3 separate regions of the Sus scrofa genome follow, and regions 1 and 3 are each linked to region 2. Evidence: chromatin contacts called from public Hi-C data. All regions are on one chromosome and are shown on one strand. The core of a region is the stretch at or near the end of the contact, and the rest is flanking DNA. Distances in the headings are between cores, read along the strand shown.

Region 1 (3,591 bases), core at 705-3,204, 140 kb after region 2:
AACAATATCAGGCAGCACAAATATAATTTGTATGCATATGAAAAGAAAGACAAGCGCTCTTGTTTTAAGAGGATTAAGACGCAGAACTTTCAGTTTTGGAATGAGCAAGAGAAATACACAAATGGCAAACGCAAGACTCCTCTGGAGGGAAACAAACAAAAAAAATGGCCAGGAAAAAGAGTTCTTTTGCTTCTGCGCTTAGGTAGAGGGAAAAGCAAGGACCAGTCCTGGGGAATGGAACCCAATTTTCCTTTTTTAAAATGTCAGTGTTAAGCACTTGCTGGTTGGAGCAAGCCTGCAGGATTTATTTCTAGTTACCCAGTCAGTCTACATTAACCCCCAAACTAGCAAGACATTACCATTCTGCTCACTTGTAATGGCTAAAGCCCAGATTAAGCAATGCAGCTGGATTAGGGCTGCAACTGGTGACCTTAATTTTACCCATCATTGGAGCCTGTGTATATTTGACTCGTCTTAATTGCATTTACCTAATTTAAACAGACAATAGCAGCTCAAGACATTTTTTTCACCCCCAAATAATAAAAAAAAAAAAAAGAAGAAGAGCTATTCCTTAGAAATGAAGCACGGGATCGTCTTGCTATAGCCGCTGCTCAGATGACAAAAGCAGCCGTTTTTCTTTTCTTTGCTCCATTAACATACCAGCACAGGGAAGCACCCATTGAAAGATTATTATCTTTGCATAATACAATTTTAAAGTCTCACGGCGCTTCTTTATTGAAATATTTTAAAATATTAATATCATCCTGGCCATAAATAACCATTATGGCATTCATAGAGATTAAAGTTTTGAGATATGCCCTAGGTGTACATTCACATTTTCTCGTTCATTGAGTTCCAACTTCAGTAAAATTAGTTTTTTTAGATACAGCCCTGAACACTTGCTGTGACTGTCACTTCGTGTTGAATTTATCATATAGAATTTAAGGCGGAAGACGGGGGAGCAATCTGTCACAAGCGATTGTATTCGTAATCTTTGAGGGTTGGGATGGGGGCTGGGGAGAAGACAAGCGTTCTGGAGCCTTGGACCACGCACTCATTTGGCTCCAGTGCTGTGGTGCTGAGGGGATTTGCCTGGACTGTGTGATGCATTTGCTCCCAGCCCTGTTTCTGTATGGACGGCCAGGCTCTACTTCATGCACATAAATGCCGCTCAGGTTTTCTTGGCTAAATGATAGCTCAGCTTGTCTTTCCCACTGAGTTTGGTAATAAATAGTTCTATGGGCGAGATGTGGGGTGTTCTGACTTAGCGAGATCCTCTGGTGTCTTAGAATAGACAAGTGGACTCGATCATTGCGCCAGCCACAGAGCACAGGCTTTCCAAGGAAACACAGAGAACAGGTTTTTATGCTAAGTTTACAACAACACGAGCTGAGAAGCAATTCAAAGGTAAGGCTAGCATCACAATTTCACGTCAGCCCTGTGCTTCTAAGGGGGAAAAGTGGTAAAAAACCACATCATTTTCTTTGGACACTGAATGTCTATTAGGGGAATTTGAAATTATAGCTAAGTAGAACGGTTGAGTTGATTCTTGATCTCACTGAATGTGTATATTTGGCTGTGGGAACCAAGCAGCGTATTTTCCCAAGACCACTCTTTACGGCTCTATTTTTCCCTCTGATGTGCAAAGCAGGCATTCCTTCACAACCTCTGGATTTTGGAAGCGTAGTACTCTTAATAGCTTGCAGAGCTATATCTGGGTATCAAAGTCAGAGGCTTTGAACTGTGCCAATCGGGATCCCACATTTACATTTCCTCTTTATGTCACATGGTCAATGAGCTTTATTGACACATGAAGAATGTTCCTTCACACATCTTATTCAAGGCAGCCCTGGAAACTTGGGTTTATGGAATGCGCCAGCAGCTCTGAACTGTCTTGGCTTCTCCTCTGCTGGCTTGGTCCATGGCCCAGTATGATGCAAGTTCTACATTGCTCAAAACACTCAAATTAACTGCTGGAGCCATGTCAGGGGTGTGCTCTGGCCATGAGCCTTTCATAAGGGCTGGAAGGGGGCGTGGGGAGGATCCTAGATCCCGTCCCACTGTGAGGCAGAGGTTACTATCGTTTATAAAGACTCGGGCCATTAACTTCTGCAGGAAACCTGCCCTCATTCCCACCCTGCAGTTTCCTTTGAGGCCCCTGCCCTGGGCCCCCAGGGGACACTGGGGTTACCCCATTTATAGCCCTTACCATGTTGCACTGAAAGATACCTCATGTGTCTCCTCCCCAAGGCAGCTGCGTAGCAGTAAGACTAAGTAGGATGGACCACTGGGATAACAATGACAATGACCATGACGATCATAACTCCTAATTATTGCACAATTATCCATTGAGTCTAACTGCTGAGCTAGGTGATTCCTTTATCTTGGTTTTATGGCTGAGAAAACAGACTTGGCAAGGTCAAGTCAAGTACAGGGAAGTTAGGAAACAGGCAAAATAGAAGGGGAAGAACTGGAATTCCAGGCACGTCTGCTTGACTCTTTACACTCTGAACATATGCACCTTTGCTTCTTCTGAATCAAGACTGTATTTCCATCATCGAAATATAACTCAGCAGGGGTGGCAGAGCTGCTCATACTAGAAGGAGGCTCCTCAGTGAAAAGGAAGCAGGTCTGTTATCAGTTTCCCTCTCATTGGTACTCACAGGGCTGGGTGTTTTCACTTTGGGGGTTGTTATTGTTTGGCTCATGCAGTAGTTCAAGACATTCTGCAAGAAACTGGTGGCCCCTTTTTATATTTCCATGTGAATTGGACTCCTGACTTCACCACGTCCTAGCTATGTGATCTTGAATAAGTTGCTTGATTTCTCTGTGCCTACTTCTTTGTGTATGTGGAAATAGAAGGTTGTCTTGGGGAGCAACTGTTCTTATGCTTGTAAAGATCCTAGAATAATGCTTGGCCCAGAGTCTGAGTGGGGCCGTAGACATTAGGAGTTAGGATGTATTGTTTTGCTCCGTCCCTGTCCTTGTCTCCTCTGGTTGCTGCTGTCTTGGCAGGCATGGGCTTTACCACGTCTGTGGCTTTGCTGCCCATGAAAGCACCGGTGCAGGGAATGATCAGTGGGATGTTTGCTGAGCCCAGTGGCTTGGGCTTAGGATCTAGTTATCTAGACATGCCTTAAATCCATTTGCTTTGTGGCCCAGCCACTTCCCTAGGGGGTGACCATGGGTAGGAGCCAAGGCCTGCTGGCAGCCTGGTCTCTTGGCCCTCACTCCCTTCCCATCCATCAAAAGCTCTCTCTCCCCCTCCCTCTTCCCCCCTGTCTCTGCTCTCAACGGGCACCAGCTTCTCTCTTCTTCCTGGCTGGCATTATCTCCTCCCAAAACTTTGGGGAAACAAAAGCCAGGTGTCTTGGCTTTGGCCTCTTAACACAAACCTCCCCTGAGGCAGGGGCACAGAAAGGCCTGGCTTCCTTTATGGAGCAGAGAGCCGGCAAATGCCAAGATAAAAACACAAATTAATATATCAGTAAATTATCCTGCCACTCTGACATACACTCTAATCAGGAAGACAGTGAAAACACAGGGAGGATGCCAGAAAGGAATCTGGAGGAGGGGGGGAGCCAGCAAGAG
Region 2 (3,911 bases), core at 353-2,852:
TTCTCTTCCACCACACTGGAGCTCCGTGAATAGGGAAAGGGGCTTCCATTGTGTCTCTCTGAACTTCCAAGTCAATGCAATTTTTAACCACTGGCTTGTGGTACTTTGAAAATCACCAGGGGCTGTCAGAGTTGGGTCCTCTGAAAAATTTACAGTGCTAAATCAGAGCATATGCTGGGAGGGAAAAAATTGCTTAAGATTGGAGCAAGTACAGTATCTGTCTGCCCCCTAGTGTAAGAGTCCTCGCTGCCTAAAATTCAACTTTAAAAGAAAAGAGCTCTTAAAGGGAAACGACTTTGGGCTCACGTAGGCATAGCAGAATGAAACTTCTGTACATTTTAATCTGAATAATTCTTCAGGATTTAAAATTAATTGGCCCTGGCTTGGTTGGACCGGACTCGGATCTCGCCACCTCTGCGTTTCCCGAGTCACTTGGCGGAGAGGTGATGATTTTTTTTTTTTTTTTTTCCTGAACTGGGTTTATGTGCGTCCCCCTCACCCCCTCCTCTCTTTTTTTCTTTCTCTGTCTCTGTCGTCTCTCTCGCTGGCTTTTTAAAAATGAGGAACCGTTCCTTGAACGTTCTGGACAGAGCACAGAATTGCTTAAGTCAGCCCGAAGCGGTTGTAATAGACAGCAAAAAGGTACACGTTTGCCTGAAATCCGCACGCCAGCTCCACCACCCCGCCCGATGGTGAGTACCCTTCTCGTTGCGATTCTCCTCCTAGCTTAACCGAGCGCTCGCCTCCCCCGAGCCGCGGCCGAGGGCGCCGGGCAGAGCTTTTCTCTCTCCCTGCCTGGCTGGATGTCAGTTGCACAAGGTTGCAAAATGCAGCGCAGAGGCAAATCGAACAGTAAATTCTGACACTTAGTGCGAGCCTAGCAGCTCCTTTGATAGAAAACCGAGTCGTCTATTGCTTGGAAAAACACGCTTATAGGACTGTTTTTTAGTTTGCTCTATCGAAGGAAATGAGTTTGAGGAGACAGGACGAGGAGATGGGAGGCACGGCGGTCTTTACGCTTCGGTTTAATCATATTTTGGCAGCTTTGCAATTGTATTTTTCCCCTCTTCCCCCCTCCACCACTCTCCTACCACACACATGTAATAAAATATGGCAATGCATTGAATTGACTGTCCCCCCCTTCCCCGAACCCCTTAAACCACAATGCTAGGCATTTCATACATGTTAGCAATCCGATTTTTTGAAAAACCCCAAGTCATCCCCAACCCCACACAGCACAAGGAGAAAAGTGAGAAAGGAGAGAGAGAGAGAAAAAAAATACTGTAAGTAAACATACCAAAACCATATTTGCCTTGTTCAAGGTCCCAAACCGCTTGCATCTTCCTTCTAAACTGGAATAACTCTCCTTTAGTTTGGCGGGTGAAATAAACGCTTTGTTGGCCCCCTGAAAAGATGTGTCTTTGATAATTAAAGAGAATCTCCTCCTCGGTGTTTATCTAAGCGATTGTGCAAACTGATAAAAAGTAGGCACTAGCCTGCAGGGAAAAAGAGGAAAGGTGAAGGGAGAGATCTTCCACCTCAAGGAAGTGCTTCCCCATGTATTAGGCGCTCTCAGCCTTGGAAAGCCCAGCACAGTAACTTTAGAGAGACGAGGTTTCAGGGAGCTTTGTACATAGCTGCTGAGGAATGCAAGCCTCGCCTTTAAGAAAAAAAACCCCAAACCGTAGGTAGGAGATGTCTGGAGTGATCCTTGTCTCTCATCTCATTCCTTAGAAGGAAGAGTGCGTTGTTACACCTTGTTTGGGGCTGGAAAGACGAGACTTTAAAAACACCCGTCCAATTGAAAAAAATCTCCCAACTTAATGAGTTTAGTCGGAGGCTGGAGCAAACCGCTCAGCCTCAGCAGAAAACCGCCAACAACTATAGGCGATATTGCAGAGCAAAGACGACCCAAGGCACAGCCAAATTCCACTGTTTGGGGTCGAGAGGGATGGAGGCTAATCCTAAAGCAAGTTGGAAAAAAACAGAGGTGGGAGAGGAGGGGGGGGAACAGCAGCCTAACAGACTGGCAGGCAGGCTCCCCTCACCCTGGATCAAAGATAGAACTTGAAACAGGAGGGCAACATTTTTCCTAGGAACCCATTGGAATCCTCATTTTCTACTTTTAACTCAGGTACCCCCTCACCACCAAATGATTTTTCCCTCTCCCCTACAGATTCATGCCCCCCCTTTCCCAGTCCCTCTTCTAGAACTTTCCTGAAGAGGAAACCTATTTCTTTTTGGGGGGAGGGGTTCCCCATTCCATGTCTTCAGATAATGAATGCTTACTTTATCCTCTCTCTTCATCCACCTCCCAAAATGAAGAATGGAAGCAGGAATACAGTAACTAGCAAAAATTGAGAATAAACTATTCTGCCCCTCGCAGTTTAATACAGTTTTAACTAATGGATTTTTTTTGTTTTGTTTTGTTTTAAGAGAAGAATAATGGGGAAACACGGATCTTTTATTTTAGGAAACTGTTATGGTAAGATGTATGTCAGACTTGACAAATGGAACTAACGCTCCTCGGCTGCTTCTTGTCCTTGTCTTAAACAGGAATTAAGTTAAACACAGTGCTGAATGTTAATTACATGTTTACTGGCTAATGAAAATTACAAATGGTTTTGCCACCTCAAACAATGATGAAAACTCTGAAGACACTGTAATTATATACTTTGAGGGAAATAACTCAGAATATTGATCATAAGAAGTGTAAATCTTTTTTAACTATTCATTAATACCATAAATATGGGCTACAGAAGTTTTTCCTTGCGGTTTGTCTCATCAGTTACACTGAGTGGATGGATGGTGAGGCTCCTCTGGGGAGGTGATGAACTCATTCTCTTATAGAAGGAGGCCACTTGTGTAACTGGGGGTGCCCCCTCCCTTTCGCCCCCGCCCCTTTTAACCCCAGCAGAAGGTCGAGGGATGGCTGAACAGGGGGGCCAGGCTCAGGGCAGGTGAAGGTGAGCACAGCCCAGCCTCTCCCCTCCCCTTCCTGGCCCTCCTCTCTTCTCCTCTCCCTCCCTCTCCTGCCGGGTCTGATCGATGACCGCCTTCCCCAGCCAGGGTGCCCATCGGATAACCTGGCGTTCAGGTTCCTAATGGAGGACAAGGCACTACAACCCAGCAATGCAGCCCTGACAACCCAAGTCCCCTCCTTTAGAGTGGCTAGGGCAGTTCATTGCAAAAGAAGAAAAAAAAAAAAAAAAAAAAAAGGAAAGTTAAGGGTGCAGGTGTTATTGGGTAAGGTGCCTCAGACAGCTGAACCAGAATTGATTTCCCTGGCTTTGGGAGTAGAGAAATATTTTTCTGTTTTGTTTTGTTTTAACTTTGGCCTGCGTTGTAGTTCTGCACTCTGCAGTGTAGCAGCCACTTCGATCTTGAGGGTCAAAGGTGAGGGCTGCACTAACCCTAAAAGGCTGGTCTGGTCAGGCCAGAAGGCCGAGGGAGAGGAAGAGAAGGGGGATGTCAGTCATACTGACTGACGCTTCGGAGGGGGTGCCTTTGGTGAAACCTGCATGCGGGGGACACGGAACCAAGAGCAGGTTTTAAGTGCAATATCGAGGATTTTTTAAAAGTGCCTTAGGCTTGTGGGACTGGAGTCCTCTTTTCCCCTGAGAATTCCCAAGGCGCTGGTCTTTGTCTTAGAAGGAATGGAGTTTCTGAATGGTGTGAAAGGGACAGAGAGGGTCGCTTCAAATCGATTTTACTTGTCCTTTCTGTCTTTTCGGATCAACGCCCTTCAATGGGCACAGAGGTGCTCTTTCAACCAAAAACTTGTGCTACATTTTCTGCCTGTATTGGTGCTAAATACAATAAGCACTGGGCAGATTTTTTTCTTTGCTCTCCAAAGCAAGAAAGCACCCTAATTAAATTGTTTTATATGGACAGTCAAGACAGACCAATTA
Region 3 (3,566 bases), core at 29-2,528, 160 kb after region 2:
AATTGGTGAAGATCCACACTGTATTAAGTTATTATAATCGCATTTCTTTCCACTGAAAATGCTAATTTTTATCTCACCTGATAATTGTTTCCAAATAAGATTATCTCACATGGTAGTACATTTTCACTGAGAAATAATTGACAAAAAGCGTTGTATTAATTTTAGGTGTATGACATAATGATTAGATATTTGTATATATTGCAGAATGATCACCACAATAAGTCTGGTTAACATCCACCACCACACATTGTTACGATTTTTTTCTTGTGATCCTTTTTTTTTTTTTTGGTTTCCTTCTTGCTTTTTTTTACCCCTTTATGTTTTTGTTTCTTTTCTATTTCTGTTGGAAAAATTATTCCTTTGGAAATCTTATATCAGGAAAAACATTTTTAGAGAAGGGAGAGTTCCTCAGATTTTAAAAGAGGACTTTTTTTTTTTTTTTAAACTCAAAGCTCTTAATCTAATAAACCTCTTTATCTAATCAATTAAGCCTTTCATACAAATACTCAACTGATGCTTGGGTAGAATACGTATTCATTTCCAGTCACATGAGGTCTTATCAGTTATAATACAGAAAAAAGAATTAGTCACTCTCCAGTTGTAAGAGGATACCTCTGGGCTTATTCATTTTTCTGGAAATATTTTGGGGGGGGGTGGATCTGAAAGCTTATGAAGTAAACAGGTTGTTTTGTTCAGGAACCCTTCTCTGAAATAGTTAGCGGGGTTCATCTGATGACATTAACTTTGGGTGGTAATTTCCATGATGTCAAGGGCACGATGGAGATGGAAGAGGGATTAAAGCCAAGTTGAACAATCAAAGCATTACAGTAAATTGACTTGACTTGGCAGACTGAACCTCAAGTTGGCACCTTTTCACCACCTAATCCTATACAACTCAGGTCTGCCGACGTGGTTAGGCTACTTTCAAGTGGCCACAAGAGGTGAAGCAAGCGAAGTGGGAACTTTAAGATGCCGTGTAGGTGTGGGAGACCTCCAGGACCAACTTGCCATCCAGAGCACCCAAAGAATAAAACATTATGGACCCAGTTCTTTGTTCTTTTTTTTTTCTTTCCCCCCAGAACCTTTCAAAAATAAACTTAGTTTCTACTTATCCTCCTTCCACCCACTCTCAAAATTTCCCAGATATGCCTTTCTCCTAAAACCTTTTTAGTTCCTCCTGTGATTATTAACTCTTCTGTGAAAGAAGTCAGGTTTGCCCAGGAACTTCACTGAATAAAGATGAGTGTATATTTTAAAAAGGAAACAGCTGGATGGCAAAAGCCAGGGAGGGAGGCAGCTCTTGTTTCATTAGCAAAGGGAAGTTCAAGTGCTGGAAGAGAACTGGCCGGCAGCCACGGCGGGGAGAAAAAGGAAACACACGATCATAAAGAACTAATCATGAAAAATGGAAAGTGAGGACGGGCCAAGAACAACAAGAAATAAATAGATTTGGAAGGGGGAAAAAGACGAAGACGAGTGCAAAGCCATCTCAGGAAAGGGGCAATGAGAGCATGTGCGTTTCATTTGAAAAAAAAAAAAATTAATTCTGAAAATCATTAATGTGTCCTATGGAAAAAGATAACTTTTCAGGCCCAGGCTTCATTTCTTTTGTGCCATTTCAGAGTCTATTTCAGTGTATGGGAAAACAAAATAGAATTAGAGGGAGAAATTTATAATGGACTGGAGTGGTCTTTTTTTTTCTTCTTCTTCTGTTTTTTGTTTTGTTTTGTTTGATTTTTAATTTCTGCCTTATGGTAGGGAAAGGAAGCAATTAGTTTGGCTATGTAAGGTCAAAGACTACATCCAAACTGATAAAACAAGTGTTTCTAAGTGTAACTCACACAAATCCTAGCCTTAATTAGAGTTATCATACATATCTCTATCTGTGCAGTAATCACCTTATGCCTACTGCATATAATGGGAGAGTGATGGCTTAGGATTTACAGGTCTATCTCTAAATATTTTCAGATGAAATTAGCATTAATTTAAGGAAGACCCAAGAGGAAAACCAGACTCTAGTCTGTCCTTCATCTTGAAATCCGTTCAACATGATAAAATATACCAACATGGTCAATAGTCCAGACAATCCAAGAGAGAAGATATTTTTAAAAAACATTTTGAAGTTTTATATCAGTTACAGGCAACACTTTACCAATGAAGGGGTTGTTCTTTTATTGGGGGGGTGCTTATTAGCTCTTTTCTTTTTAAATTAGTTTTTAATAGCAGCATTTGTTTTAGGATGAAAAAAAAGGCATGGTGGTGAGTTTTGGAATGTACATTAATCTTGTTAATGACACCACACTGCATGGTTGGCAAAACAAGACTTTTGAATCAACCTGTTTTGTGTGTGTGTGTGTGGGTGGGTGTGTGGTAGCAATACTTGAGAAATAAGGCCAGGGAACAAGAGATACATGAAAAGTGCATGAAGACAGGATACAGGATTTCCTATGATTTTATGTAGCTCTTAATTAGGAAGCATATTGGCAGCAAATGCTAACATGTGTTAGGATGTTTAGTTGGAGCCAAATAAATGTTTTCTATTACGACTCTGAATCCCATGCCTCGTAGGAACCCGTGCAGTTCTGCTCACGGCTGACAAAATCCCGTTACAAGTCACCTCAGAGGCCAATTTTCTGTTGGCTCAGAGGGCAAAACCACTTTTCACCGCATGTTTTCCTGAAGGGTCATCTTCAACTCAGGATGGAAGTCAAAGATTGGAGGGCGGTGACCTCTCTTCTTGGAACTGCTCTGTTTGGTGGTAACAAGTGGTCCTTAATAACTGCACTCGGTTTGACCTGTGTGTCAGACCTGGGTGTCAAAGAGCCCAAGCAGCATCCTCTCAGTGGTGTTTATTTTTGTCTTGGTGGAGGAGGAGGGAATGGAGGAAGACGGAATGTCTGCTGAAAAAAGATGGTGATTTAAGGTTGCTGCATCAGAGAAACATTTGCTTGTGTACTCAAGGAACCAAGTATAAGTAACGTTCATTAAATCCATTGTTTGCAGCAGTAAAAACTTGGAAGCAATCTAAATGTCCATCACAAGGGAATGGATAAATATACTGTGATTTGGAATACTCCAGAGCAGTTAAAAGGACTGAGTCAAGACTCTTGGTAACAATGAGGCCAGCTCACAGCAACATGTTAAGGAATTATATAGGGGATATAATCTTAACATGTACATACATGTTAAGCTCTGTTGTACTTGCCTTTAGGTCAGAAATTTCCCTCATTTTTAAAATGTCTACTGTATATAAAATAGGTAACCAGCAACAACCTACTGTGTAGCACAGGGAACTATACTCATTATTTTTGTGATAAACTCTAAGGGAAAAGAATCCGAAAAAGTATATATATATATATATATATATATATATATATATATATATATTTGAATCACTATGTTGTACATCTGAAACTATAATGACATAATAAATCAACTATAAAAATAAAAATAAACATTAGGGGAAATAAGCATGTTTCAGAATATTCTATGCATTATTATGGCATTTGCATTAAAAAACATATAAACAATGGTATATTCTGCATGGACTCATAGAATCATACATA

Evidence for each region. Hi-C and Micro-C count contacts between places; a contact is called where the count stands out from the background.
Region 1: a Hi-C map of liver shows a contact between it and region 2, with 4 times the contacts expected there. The contact joins the enhancer-like site here to the promoter of NR2F2 in region 2. A contact is called at or near these places in 1 of 5 promoter capture datasets (liver) and 8 of 47 Hi-C or Micro-C datasets (embryonic fibroblasts, fetal heart ventricle, fetal liver and 3 more).
Region 3: a contact with region 2 is called in a Hi-C map of liver, with 2.0 times the contacts expected there. The contact joins the enhancer-like site here to the promoter of NR2F2 in region 2. A contact is called at or near these places in 8 of 47 Hi-C or Micro-C datasets (embryonic fibroblasts, fetal heart ventricle, fetal liver and 5 more) and 1 of 2 datasets of contacts at active chromatin or transcription factors (skeletal muscle).

What each region holds. Positions count from the first base shown.
Region 1 is chr7:83,225,522-83,229,112 of Sscrofa11.1, forward strand. No RefSeq gene overlaps it. Among named protein-coding and RNA genes, the nearest start is that of NR2F2, 140 kb to the left of the region's middle. Within about 2 kb of position 1,955, at least 13 of the 83 cell types and tissues checked have an H3K27ac peak or open chromatin away from gene starts, as enhancers often do. A contact at or near this core is called in liver and omental adipose tissue, where this site is marked.
Region 2 is chr7:83,088,648-83,092,558 of Sscrofa11.1, forward strand. It overlaps NR2F2 (nuclear receptor subfamily 2 group F member 2), which reads right to left and starts at 1,603. Exons shown (of 3, transcript NM_001190253.1): 1 at 1,298-1,603. The coding sequence starts at 1,340. It overlaps LOC102160410 (atherin-like), which reads left to right. Exons shown (of 4, transcript XM_021099351.1): 1 at 1-692.
Region 3 is chr7:83,246,418-83,249,983 of Sscrofa11.1, forward strand. No RefSeq gene overlaps it. Among named protein-coding and RNA genes, the nearest start is that of NR2F2, 160 kb to the left of the region's middle. Within about 2 kb of position 1,279, at least 9 of the 83 cell types and tissues checked have an H3K27ac peak or open chromatin away from gene starts, as enhancers often do. A contact at or near this core is called in liver, omental adipose tissue and skeletal muscle, where this site is marked.